Regions from separate parts of the Mus musculus genome. Here regions 2 and 3 are each linked to region 1. The links are chromatin contacts, called in public promoter capture Hi-C maps. All regions are on one chromosome and are shown on one strand. Each heading gives the region's core, a stretch centred on a gene start, on an enhancer-like site or on the middle of the called end of the contact. The rest is flanking DNA. Distances are from core to core; before and after follow the strand shown.

Evidence for each region. Promoter capture Hi-C pulls out the DNA fragments that hold promoters and counts their contacts. Capture Hi-C pulls out chosen DNA fragments and counts their contacts.
Region 2: a promoter capture Hi-C map of pancreatic islet shows a contact between it and region 1. The contact joins the promoter of P3h2 here to the promoter of Cldn1 in region 1. A contact is called at or near these places in 2 of 39 promoter capture datasets (the C10 cell line and liver) and 1 of 9 other capture datasets (pancreatic islet).
Region 3: a promoter capture Hi-C map of hippocampal neurons shows a contact between it and region 1, with 2.4 times the contacts expected there. The contact joins the enhancer-like site here to the promoter of Cldn1 in region 1. A contact is called at or near these places in 10 of 39 promoter capture datasets (the 3T3-L1 cell line, the C10 cell line, hematopoietic stem and progenitor cells and 5 more), 1 of 484 Hi-C or Micro-C datasets (cerebral cortex) and 1 of 9 other capture datasets (adipose tissue).

What each region holds. Positions count from the first base shown.
Region 1 is chr16:26,369,564-26,373,381 of GRCm38.p6, reverse strand. It overlaps Cldn1 (claudin 1), which reads left to right and starts at 1,543. Exons shown (of 4, transcript NM_016674.4): 1 at 1,543-1,978. The coding sequence starts at 1,756.
Region 2 is chr16:26,103,311-26,107,315 of GRCm38.p6, reverse strand. It overlaps P3h2 (prolyl 3-hydroxylase 2), which reads left to right and starts at 1,503. Exons shown (of 15, transcript NM_173379.3): 1 at 1,503-2,100. The coding sequence starts at 1,633.
Region 3 is chr16:26,780,652-26,784,588 of GRCm38.p6, reverse strand. No RefSeq gene overlaps it. Among named protein-coding and RNA genes, the nearest start is that of Gm20319, 27 kb to the right of the region's middle. Within about 2 kb of position 2,563, at least 9 of the 459 cell types and tissues checked have an H3K27ac peak or open chromatin away from gene starts, as enhancers often do. A contact at or near this core is called in hippocampal neurons, where this site is marked.

The DNA.
Region 1 (3,818 bases), core at 294-2,793:
ACCAGGGGAATATTCCTCTGAACTCACAGAGTAGTACTGCCTGCAGGCTGAGGGCGTGAGGGCACAAGTCAGCCAGGGCCTGGCCTACCTACAGATCTTATTTAGAGATCTTTTATGTTTGGAAAACAGCTGGGAGCAGGAGCAGGACAATGAATACTTGTTCAAATCTTGCTATCTCCTGTCTGAGTTCTGTTGTCATCACTACTCCCTAAGTCCCTGACTACAGCAGATCTGAGTCTTTATCCTTAAGCATTGACAAAGCTGGTCTGAGAACAGTGAGCATGGGAGTGAGGGCAGTAAGGCTTTGTTTGTCGTTCTATTTTGTTTTTCACATAACTTTCTTGTGGCAAGCTTGTACTTTCCTTAGCATGCATGGAAGCATCCCTTGTTTTCACTCATGTGTTTATTTCTGCCCTCAATTCTCCTGTTTTTACTAAATCCATAGAAGCCTCTCTTTCCACCGTACTCACACCACAGACAAAATAACAGCTGAGAAAACATTTTAATTATTCTCAACCACAATGTGGGCTTCTGTGTAGCAACAAGCAAGGAAGCTGTACAGACCCAGAGAGGACAGCAAGAGGCAGCCTAGGTCAAAGCCTGGGGAGATTACTGCCAGCTCCAAAGCCAGAGACTAAGTTCTACTAGGATGCATCCAAGTGTCTCTCTTTCTCCTGGAAGAGAATGTGGAGGAACTTGCTGAATTCCATCTGATAAGTCTTTGCTGGTCAGGCATCTCAGATAAGGAGTTACTATGCTAAGCAAATTGCTTTAAGGAAAAAGTGTATGTGTATGTGTATGTGTATGTGTATGTGTATGTGTATGTGTGTATATGTGTGTCTGTGTGTTTGTGCCCGTGCATGCATGCATTGGGTGTGTCAGATAGTGGACTGCATTTTCAAAAGGAAAATAAAAACCCAAAAGACAATATATATATATATGCAGTGGAAAGCACACAGATCTAAGAGTGTACTAGAAACCTGCCCTGAGGCACTCTCCGGTTAGCTCTTCTCTAATCTATAAAGTTTCAACATCTCTGAGACCCATGGGAGAAATGGGAGAAATCTAATGGAATGACCTTAAGGAACAGAAGGGAGCAGAGGGCCCCTAAAAGAGAAGGAACTATCAGACAAGAGGTGCCCAAGGGTGAAGGGAATATAGAAATATCGAGTTAGACACATTTCCTGAATAAAATACTGGGAATATACTAAAAAATGAAAATAGGTTTCTAGTTCCCCCCAGTTTTTCCATCTTTATGTGTTGTTTTTGCATTTACACAGATGAGGTAACTTTTATTATTAGTTAATTACGGAGTGAAATGAAGAAAATGCCTATCAAGTGCTAGGAGAGACACGAAGGGAAGAGGTTAGGGATGCCTGATTCTCTTCAGATGGTCCCCAGGTAGCCCACGGGGCATCATCATCCACCACGGAGCTGGCCTGCGAGGACCTTTGTGGGGATTCGGCCACGAAACCACCAGGGGGCGCTGCATGCCGGGAGGGGCGGAGCTGCTTTAAATCACAGCGCCGGGCGGTTCAGCGTCTCAGAGAACTCTGCCACTTCTCACTTCCAGACTCCACCACCGCCTACCCGGACCAGAAGCCAGGAGCCTCGCCCCGCAGCTGCACAGAGAGCAAGGGTATAGGCACTAACTTGTTTGCAGAGACCCCATCACCTTCGGGAGCTCAGGTGCGCACCTTGCAAACTCCACTTTCTGCATCTGCCACTGAGCCCGCGGGAGCCTCGGAAAGAGCCATGGCCAACGCGGGGCTGCAGCTGCTGGGTTTCATCCTGGCTTCTCTGGGATGGATCGGCTCCATCGTCAGCACTGCCCTGCCCCAGTGGAAGATTTACTCCTATGCTGGGGACAACATCGTGACCGCTCAGGCCATCTACGAGGGACTGTGGATGTCCTGCGTTTCGCAAAGCACCGGGCAGATACAGTGCAAAGTCTTCGACTCCTTGCTGAATCTGAACAGTGAGTGCACCCTCATCCTCCAACTCCCCACTCCCTATCCTTGGACTCTCCCCCACCCTCTCTACCCCCACTCCCCAGCCTTGGAGCCCTTGTCCTCTGTAGTAGCTTCATTCAGCCCAGAGGCTACCCTCGAAATTGGTCAAGGCTTTTCAGCATGTGCTCTGTCCTGATAAAGCAGAAAGAACCCAAGCCCTAGGTTAAAGCCCTAGATTTGCCTCTAACTCTCTACTTGGCACCTTCTGCCCTTTTAGGTGTGATTTTTTTTTTGTCTCAAATTCTAATCAAGGTGGGTGGAGATTGGGAGAATGAAGACCACTGTGGAACTTAGGTTCTTGGGCCTCTTCTGCACATTCATTCTAATAGGGTTTGAACAAGAAAACGGCACACTTTGGGTAGGTTTACAAGCGTTAACTAGATGATTCTGAAATATCAAATAAGAAACTTTCTGAGTTGTCTCATGGCATTTCCAACGCACAGCTAAGGTTTACTCTTTGGGTCTTTTGGTTTTCTACCTTGAAGAACCTCTTGAGATCCCCCCCCCCCCGCCCCCAAAGGATGGACTAGGATTTGCAGGAGAGTCAACTTGTGCGGTACAAGTTTAGAATAAGAAGGACTGGTGGCATCTGGGGAGTGGGTCACTGAAGAGAGCTCTTCTGAATAAACTCAGCAGCATGGCAGCAAGAGCGAAGGCACAGAAGGAGGCAGCCTGGTTGAGGTCACCATGTGGGAAGAAGTCTGTGAGGAAAAAGAAAGGCTATTCCCATGTTTTTCCTTCCGCAATGGAATCTCTATGTATTGATGCATTGGTCCTATATGTAAAGTGAGAAAGGCATGCATAGACAGGAGTATCTCTACTGATTCTGGGGAGACGGGTGATAAGATGTATTCGCCTTCACTTTTAGCTAAAACTTTTTTCAGGGCTTTGTCAGAAAGCCATTCAATTCCTACAGGGCATGTTCTCTTCCTGGAGAAATCACATTGGTTGTCCTGCCCTTTACCTCACAGGAGGAAGAGTTCCCTTAGCCTTTGCCTAAACAAAGCTACTCCACAGTCCCCTGGGAATGCTGCTGTGAACAGTGCTGGCATTGTCCCTGACCTATGAGAGTGGAGCTCTTCCTCCTTCCCAACAAAAGCACTTCACTTTACAGTTATGAGACCTGCCACAAATCAGCTTGACACTGTGAGAACCTGTAGAATGTACTCAGCTGGCATGGTTTTGTCTCCACATCTGGACTCCTCTATTAAAAGTAATCTATACATTTGGAAAGCATGTCCTATTTATTACCCTCCCCGGATACACTCAGACTGTTGACGATTGGGAACTAGTCCAGTGGAAAGAAAATGGTGCCAGGCATTTTCAGAACCATATTGTAGACCTGGCAGGTGAGATCTGCTACAGCAAGTCCAGAGAGGGCTTCCTATCAATTTTATTCCTCTAATCCAAATTCTTTATTTTATCAGGTCTAAGTTTCCCAAATGCCTGGATAGAATGATGGTCCATGCAGCAAATATTCAGATCGCTCCTACCCAGAATAATTCATTAAATGGTTGATTGTAATTTATTCCTTTTAAATATACTTATTATATTTCCTAAAACGGTGATAAACACATTGACTATCCTTCCATCACAAGGAGTGTTTAGAAGTGGCTTGTTTGTTGATTTGTTTTAGCGGAAAACAGCTTCCATCTTCTGTTCTGGTTAAAGCTACAGTTTATTCAAGATGGAGCCCAGCAGCCTCTCCACAAACCAATTCCCAGAAGCGTGAGCCTTGACTCACACTTCTCTCCCAGCTGAGCAGTGATTCAGTAGGTGCCTTTGGACCAGGCCCAGAAAACTTGT
Region 2 (4,005 bases), core at 254-2,753, 270 kb after region 1:
TGCAAAATTATCTTCACAGCTGATCTGTCTCCTAGATAGCATTTTTTATTCCGTGTGCTTCAAACCCTTCTCCAAATAGATCCATAATTTTAGACTCTGCCACCTTTATCTGAACAGTTCATCACCAGGAGAAAAAAAAAAAAAACTCTTTGCTAATTCTGGAGCACTGACCATCTAAGGCAAGATTTGCCATGAATGGAAATAGACAATTTTGAGAATTTTGGTGTAAAAATTAATATGTACATGAATCAGTTTTTTTTTTTCAGAGTTATTTAGCCAGCGCGGTTCATGGCCAAAAGGGTGAGAAACTCAACAAGAAGAAGGGAAAGGTTGCGACACTAGCCACCTTTTTTGAATAGTGACCATTTTACACAAAGACTTTCTTCAGCAAATTCGGGTCAGTTGGACAATATATGCGGTTCTTTCCCGTTGGTTATCTTTCCAATGGCCCAGAGACTGAGGTGAGATTCCCACAGACAGTTCCAGACAAACAGAAGTCCTCCCAGGGAATTGCAGGCTGGACTCCAGAGTCTAACACACTTTCCCCCCCTTTTTCTGGGAGTGTGGAGCCAAGGGACAGAAAAGAGGGGAACACCTTGGCTAAGAAGGTATTTATGACCCAACAGACGGGGAGGAACAGGAAAGCCTCCAGCTAGTTCCTTGGACTCTGGCAGCTGTTTCTGTCAAGTTTCCCACTTCTAGATTGATGTTCATTGCTTAAGTCCTGGGGTACTGGGTTTGTTAAACTGACTCTTTGTTCAACTCTCACAATAGGGATTTATGTCTGAATATCACTGGACATGTTGGGCATTTGGCTGCTTTGGATGAGGTAAGTAACAGAGGCCCAGTGCACATCTGGAAAACTGCCAAAGGCAGAACTTAATGTACAGCTCCACTTTCCTCCAGCGGTCTGAACAGGAAACTCGGGTTATTTATCGTTCTTGCCCAGTCTTCACATTCAATACAGGAACACATCCACACTTAGCCATGGGAGAAAGCAAGAGGGAGGAGACCCTGCCCTACAGGAGGGCGGGAAGCTTCTATTTTTGTGGGGCAGAGCTAGGTTCATCCTTTGCTTATTCTTAGCTGTATAAACTTGGGCAAACCCCTTTCTCCTCAAACCTACTCAACTGGCCAGGGGCCCTCCTCCCCTTCTCTAGAGCTTTTCAGGCAGTCTGAAATGCCCCTTCATGTTGCATCTAAGAGTGAAGGACTGCAAAGAGCAAGTCCACATAGATTCCAGAAAACGACTGTGGACCTCACTTCCCCAAGTGCTGAAGATAAAGCAACACCATCGTCTTCTGCCACCCACAAGGGACCCCACACGCAAAACTTGTCCCCAGGGGTCGGCCTCTCAGGACTGTGCTAGCTCTCAGGCAGCTGGAGCGCGGCTCGCGGAGGCTCGGCGGCAGGAGGAGCGTGTGAGCTGGAGGCGTCCCTTTAAGAGCGGCCAGCTGGGCGAGCCTCCGCCTCCAGGACCGCAGCGCTGCCGGCGGTCACCTGGGGCTGTCGCGCAGCGGGATCACGGCAGGATCGGCTCGCTAGCCCTCGGAGTTGGAGCGGGGCTCGAACGTGAGTTGCGGTGGGGCAGGCAAGAAGCGCGACGATCTCCCTCCACGGGTCCGGCGGAGGATGCGGGAGAGCACGTGGGTGTCGCTGCTGTTGCTGCTACTGCTGCCCACACCGCAGCGGGGCGGCCCCCAGGACGGTCGCCGGTCCCCGGAGCCAGAGCCCGAGCGCGGCCCGCTGCAGCCCTTCGACCTGCTCTACGCCAGCGGCGTGGCTGCCTACTACAGCGGCGACTATGAGCGAGCGGTGCGGGACCTGGAAGCCGCCCTGAGCAGTCACCGGCGCCTACGGGACATCCGCACGCGCTGCGCCCGCCACTGCGCGGCGCGCCGTCCGCTCGCGCCCCCCGGCGCCGGCCCCGGAGCCGAGCTGCCCTTCTTCCGCGCGGTGCTGGAGCGGGCGCGCTGCTCCCGCAGCTGCCAGAGCCAGCGCCTGGGCGGCCCCGCGTCCCGCCACCGCGTCAGCGAGGACGTGCGCAGCGACTTCCAACGCAGAGTTCCCTACAACTACCTGCAGAGGGCCTACATCAAGGTACTGAACGTGGCTGCGCCCATCGCGGGTGACCCTAGGGTTGGCTTTGTGGGATAGGGGGTGGGGTGGGAGGGAGCATTGCTCTACACTCCATCCAGCCTTTCGCAGTGGCTCTGCTTTGCGTGCAAGTAGAAGCCCAGAGACTAGACTAGATGAAAGTGGGCAGATCAGCTTTGCTCTCTGTCTCAGCGTCCTCTTCACTCGCAAAAATGGGCTGTGCCAAGAAGAGCATATCAAAAGTGTCTTTCAACACTTCGGTGGTTGTGCTCTACCTAGACCTAGAGTAAATTCTTTGACATAGCCCACTCCTGATCTCCTTTTAGCTATCCCTCTTACTCTGCAGTCTGATCTTCTAAGTTTAAGAAACGGCCCTAAACGGTCCTAAAAGTTATTTCTCTTCAACTAAAGAAGAGCAACGAGATAAAAAGTCGTGGAGGAATGATGCTTGAAGCTGTATGAGGCAATCTACTGAAAGTGCGGATTTCTTTGGTACTGGTTTAGGTTCCTGGGGTTCCCACCATTTAGGACCACTTCACCTCAGATGCCCAGCGCTCTCTGCTTTTACTTGCGTCTATGTACCTTCCCCGGAGTTGCTGTCAGGAGGTATACAATCAAAACTGGCATACCCCAGAGCCCCAGTTAAAAAGACCTAACTAGCTGCATGGCAAAAATGTAGAATGAATTACCCAGCCCCTCACTTCCACAAACTCATGTTTCTCAGGGTCACATTTCTTATGCCTATCTTTCTGAGTCAATATATCCAGGTCTTTCAGACAGCAGTGGGAGGAGTTAATATGGTCACAACAGAGACCAGATCTCAAGAGCAGTGTGCATGGTGCTGAGGTTCAGGAGTTGACTAGTTCGGGTCAAGGACTGACAGAGAACCCAGAATTCTCTCCAGGACATGTGTGTTGTCTGTTCTCTTGTGCTTTCCAATGGATTTGCTGAAGACATGTATCACGCATAAATCTGCCTTTTAGAAAGAAAAGGGCACAGTTTTTCCTGTTCTTTCAGAAATTAGTCAGTTCTGGGGGAGGGACTAAGCTGGTTCCCAGAGCAGAATGTGAGTGATCCTGTCGTGTGGTCCTTTTGAGAGTCTGGGCTGCAAGGGGGAGATGTGGCCATTTTGCTGATGAGTCTGTAGCTCGTGGCAAATAGATTTTCTCTTCTCCGGACGAACAGGAGAAGAGAAGGATGCATACTCATCCTGTGAAAATAAACAGCCATGCAGTCAGCATGTGGATTTCTGTGATTCTGTAGGCATATATTTTTATGTAATATTAACATTTATTTCTCATCCCCTTACCCCTGGTCCCCAATGAGAGGTCAAAGAAGATGAAACCATAAGCCTAAGAGGCCTTTTCTAATGACTTTGATTAACATAACTGACAGATTCCGAGGAAGGAAATGTTTTTACCCCTATAGGAATTTGCTCATTACCACCTACAGGCTGCATTAGAATTCTTCTCTTCTCTGTGCTTCATGGAAACTCTAAGGTAGACTTGCCTTCTTCTCAGGGAGACACACACACACACTGACACACACACACTGACACACACACAAACACATATGCACCATTACCGCCATCTTTGGACTGTGGAATATTCACTAGCAGGGTGACCAGCTCTTGTGTATATGTGTATGGTCATAGTGCCATGTATAAGTGAATTTATATAGTCCGAAAGCCACATGAAACTGAATTGCTCTTGAGATCTGGGACCCAGTTTGCACTTAGGAGTCTATCGTAGCCTAGATATAACTCAGTGGAAACAGGAGGCTTCGCAGAGTTAAGGAAGAACAGGCATTCTCAACTAGAGGATAAACACACTGTGCTCGCTTTCAGGAGTAATATCCTTCCACACCCAGGATAATGAGCTCCTGGAGGCAACTGATCCCTGATGCTCA
Region 3 (3,937 bases), core at 1,314-3,813, 410 kb before region 1:
TAGACCCTAAACTGCTGGCCCAATTAAGATATTTGTGAATATCATTGTTATTATTATAGGGGGGCACTTTGGCATCAAATGCTGCAGTGGATTGAATCTCAACACTGGGGCTATTACTTCAAATGGAGTATTTTAGACTTTGTGAACATTTAGCTCATTGCTCATATTTGCCTCAGTTGCCAGTAGAAATGTCACCAGGGCTAGTGTAATGTCTAGTCCCAGTAAAAGCTTCCTACAACTGAAAACCATGAAGCTGTGAACTTTCAGATATACTTCTCTGAATATGTTTCTTAGTGTAGACATCCAGTTCGTTTATATCTCTGCCTACACAGACAGAGAGAGCAAGCTGAGTGAGAACCAATAAAAATAATATTTGAAAATACTTTGTCTACTATAAAGATCTACATTAACGTGTGCAGTGCTGTCTTTAACTCACTCTGTCTTGGCCAGTTGGAGACCATCATCCCTCCCATCTCAGTTAATTACTTACTCAGTTTAAGTTAAATATACAACACATGCTTGTTGTATTACCATCATCCCTGCTTTCCCACTTAAGACTTCTTTGGGCCTCCCTGGTCTGTCTTGCTAACTGCACATACTGAGGGAGTTATATAATTCAAGCCATATCTCTGGTCCCCATTCAGTTAAGGGGCTTGGCAATATAGAAAGGAGTCTACAATCTTCAAGAGAAGATGAGAGCTAACATCCAAAGAAGAAAGAGAGGTGGCAGTTCAAGAATGAACTATTTTTCAGATTACGAGTTTAATACGGGCTATGATGGAAATAAAATAATCAAGGAAAACATTGCCACTTGCCTAATGACTACAGGTTGCTGTAAGCTGAGGTGGAAAAACGTTTAGGACAAAAAAAAACCCAGCAATTTAAATTTTGGATACTTCAGGTCTGGGGTGTATGATAGGCAGCCACACAGAGCTGTATAGTAAATATTTGGATATGAGAATTTGGAGATGAAGGGAAAATGGAGTCTGAAGTTATAAACCTAGCATCATTGAGATATCATATTGAATTGATATGAAATAAATTAACTAGGCAGTGAGACAACACAGAAGAAAATATAATATATATCCCATGCCTGGATGCCTCTTGTCCTGACCTAAACAAAGAGCCAAAAGGAGCTAAGTGAAAACTTCGCTTATGTAACCTATGGTGTACACATCTATTTAGAATCTATGGAGTTTGAGAATGTAAACTAAAGTGTTTAATTAGTCAACTTACTATCTGCCCCTGCCTTAAAGCACCACATCTAAAAGAACCATTGTCACAGGCTTGCCAAGAGCTGAGGTTATAATTTACAGCCATTTACAGACAATGTACATACACACTTTAAAACACACTCCAAATCTGAAATGCCTCTTCCGTTCCAGGGCATAGAAATAAAGGACATAGTTGAGTTTGCACTGTGGAAGTCTTTCAAAGAGGACCAGCCTCGAGGTGCTCAGAAACATTAGTGGCCAATGCAGAAGCTTAAGAGTTTCCTCGACACTAGGACAATTGACTCAGTCATCACTTCTTCAAATCCAGCCCCAGGAAACTCACAGATAAGTTTACGGTTTAAATCAACCTAATGAGGAATCTACAGATGTGATAAAATGTTAAATAGTCTGTTTTCAAACACCTTACAATTTCTAATGGCGTGCCTTGGCTGCCTTTGATTATTAAGATGACTCACTATTATAAGTAAATTCCAATTTGAGTTTTTAGTAGCTCAATGTATAGTACATTGTTAGAGAATATCCTCCATTTTAATGATATGAGGCCTGTGCTCCTGGGAAGGAAATGCTCCATTCAACGAAGTAAGCCATGCAGAGCATTAAAACTATGGCAACCCCTACCACATTTTATAATTCTTTTTTTTTTTAAGGTCAGTCTCAGTTGCAGGAAAGACCTTGAAATATTTAGTTACTGGTTAGTGCTTTCTGTTTGTTTCCATATAGTCTGATCCGATAGCTGTGCATCTTACTTTTGTGGCGTAACTTTCTTTAGGCTTGTGTTTTAATAGAAACCTCCATCTCTGCTGACTGGCAATGCCCTCCAGTGGTCATTTTGGGAAAAAAAAAGCCTGAAATAAGGACTGAGTTCCCATAAGCCACAAACTAGGCAGTGATAAGAAAGGGCTGCTAATTCTAAAGCTTATACATCTTTAAAAATATGGTTCTTCTGATATCTCAACTCTTAATATTCTTTCCAAATGTTCTTCTCTCTTTTTTTCTATTACTTCCAAACATAAATCTGCATCCAGTATCAATGCCATTTTGATATAGATTTACATGCTTAAACAGAGCTTGTGGTAAGATGGGAAAACGCAGGCACAAAGTATGTATGCTATTTTGGGCTTGCATGAGTCCTAGAACAAAGCAGAAGATTATTTGCAGAACGTTTTATTCCTGGAAAATAAGTCCAAAAACAGCATTCACAGCATGCTTTTCCCAAAATATGTTGCCTAGTGACCAAATTGAATCAATTGTCAATTGATCTACTGGGAGCCTCAATGGATGGTCTGTTTGGCTACCCATTATGAGAAAAAATGAGCTTGCAGGGTTCAGTCTGCCAGTGGAGAAAAGTGGAGCTGGGGACAGGAAAAGGCTATGTTAGTAAGAATAGGAGCGTAATATAGGGAGATGATTATGTTCATGCAAAATGTAGAGAAGAGAATTTGTGGCAAAAGGATACGTGTATATTTTTGAGGCTTTATAGTGATAAAACTGCACAACAATCCAACAAGCAAACAGTCATTTGCCTTTCACATCTGAGAAAACTTAGTTAAAGACAATTACACAATTGGACATGTAATGAACACCTGCATGCAGAATACTTTCTTTTAAAAGGAGCATTATGACAGCATTATATAGTTTAGAGACAAGTAGTAAGGATAACAGAAAAACAAGCATATATAGTTAAAATTTAATAACTGTATTTGTGTGTGTGTGTGTGTGAGAGAGAGAGTGTGTGTTTGAGTGAGTATGTGAGTGAGTGTGTGTGTGAGTGTGTGTGAATGTGTGTGTGTGAGTGTGTGTTCGAGTGTGTGTGTGTGTGAGTGTATGTGTGAGTGTGTGTGTGTGAGTGAGTGTGATTGAGTGTATGTGAGTGAGTGTGTGTGTGTGTGTGTGTGTTAGTGAGTGTGTGAGTGTGTACATGCATGTGCGGTAGTTACTCAGGTTGGACAAGTTTAACAAAGCAGAATGTGTAGCTGGATACCTTACCCAGAAAGTTATTCTGTTCCTCTTCTATAAGCTGCACATTCCAGACCCAGGTAACAGCCAATTGTGTTTCTGGAGCCCTCTCTTTTGTGTGCCTTCCTAAAGTGTCCTCACACAGGTTCCCAAGATCCCACCCAAACATGATGTGCTCTGAAAAGGCTCTTCTCTCATATGGACACCAGATCTATGGGACACAAGCTCTAACCTCATGATACCGTGCAGCTCTCATTACCCCCCACAAGGCCCTGTTTCTAAATATAGCACAGCAGGTTGAGATGTGGGACTTTGGCTTATAAATCTTTGGAAGGCTCAATTCCATCTGTAGAATATATTTTACTTTACAAAGTGAAAAAACTTAAGAAGAGACATCAAAATATTATTTAATATACTTAAATTATACCCTGCAAAGTTAACATAATCCATAACTAATCCAGCACTCAAAGGGAAAGAAGATTAGATGCCTAACACCAACCATAGAAAAAAATTGACAAGACCTTGGATCAAAGCTTCGGAAACTGACCTGCGGGAAGCAGGCTTAGGAAATAACACCAAAAAAAAGGGTGTAAAAAAATTAGATCACACTAGAACTCATCTCTACCAAACTTGACTTTGTTCTTCCATCGCAGAAACCACTTTCCCCCTGAAAGTTTTCATAATTCCATCTTCCAAAACAAACACAGATGTGTATTCAAGGATCCAAGAAATACGGGTGGAGAGTG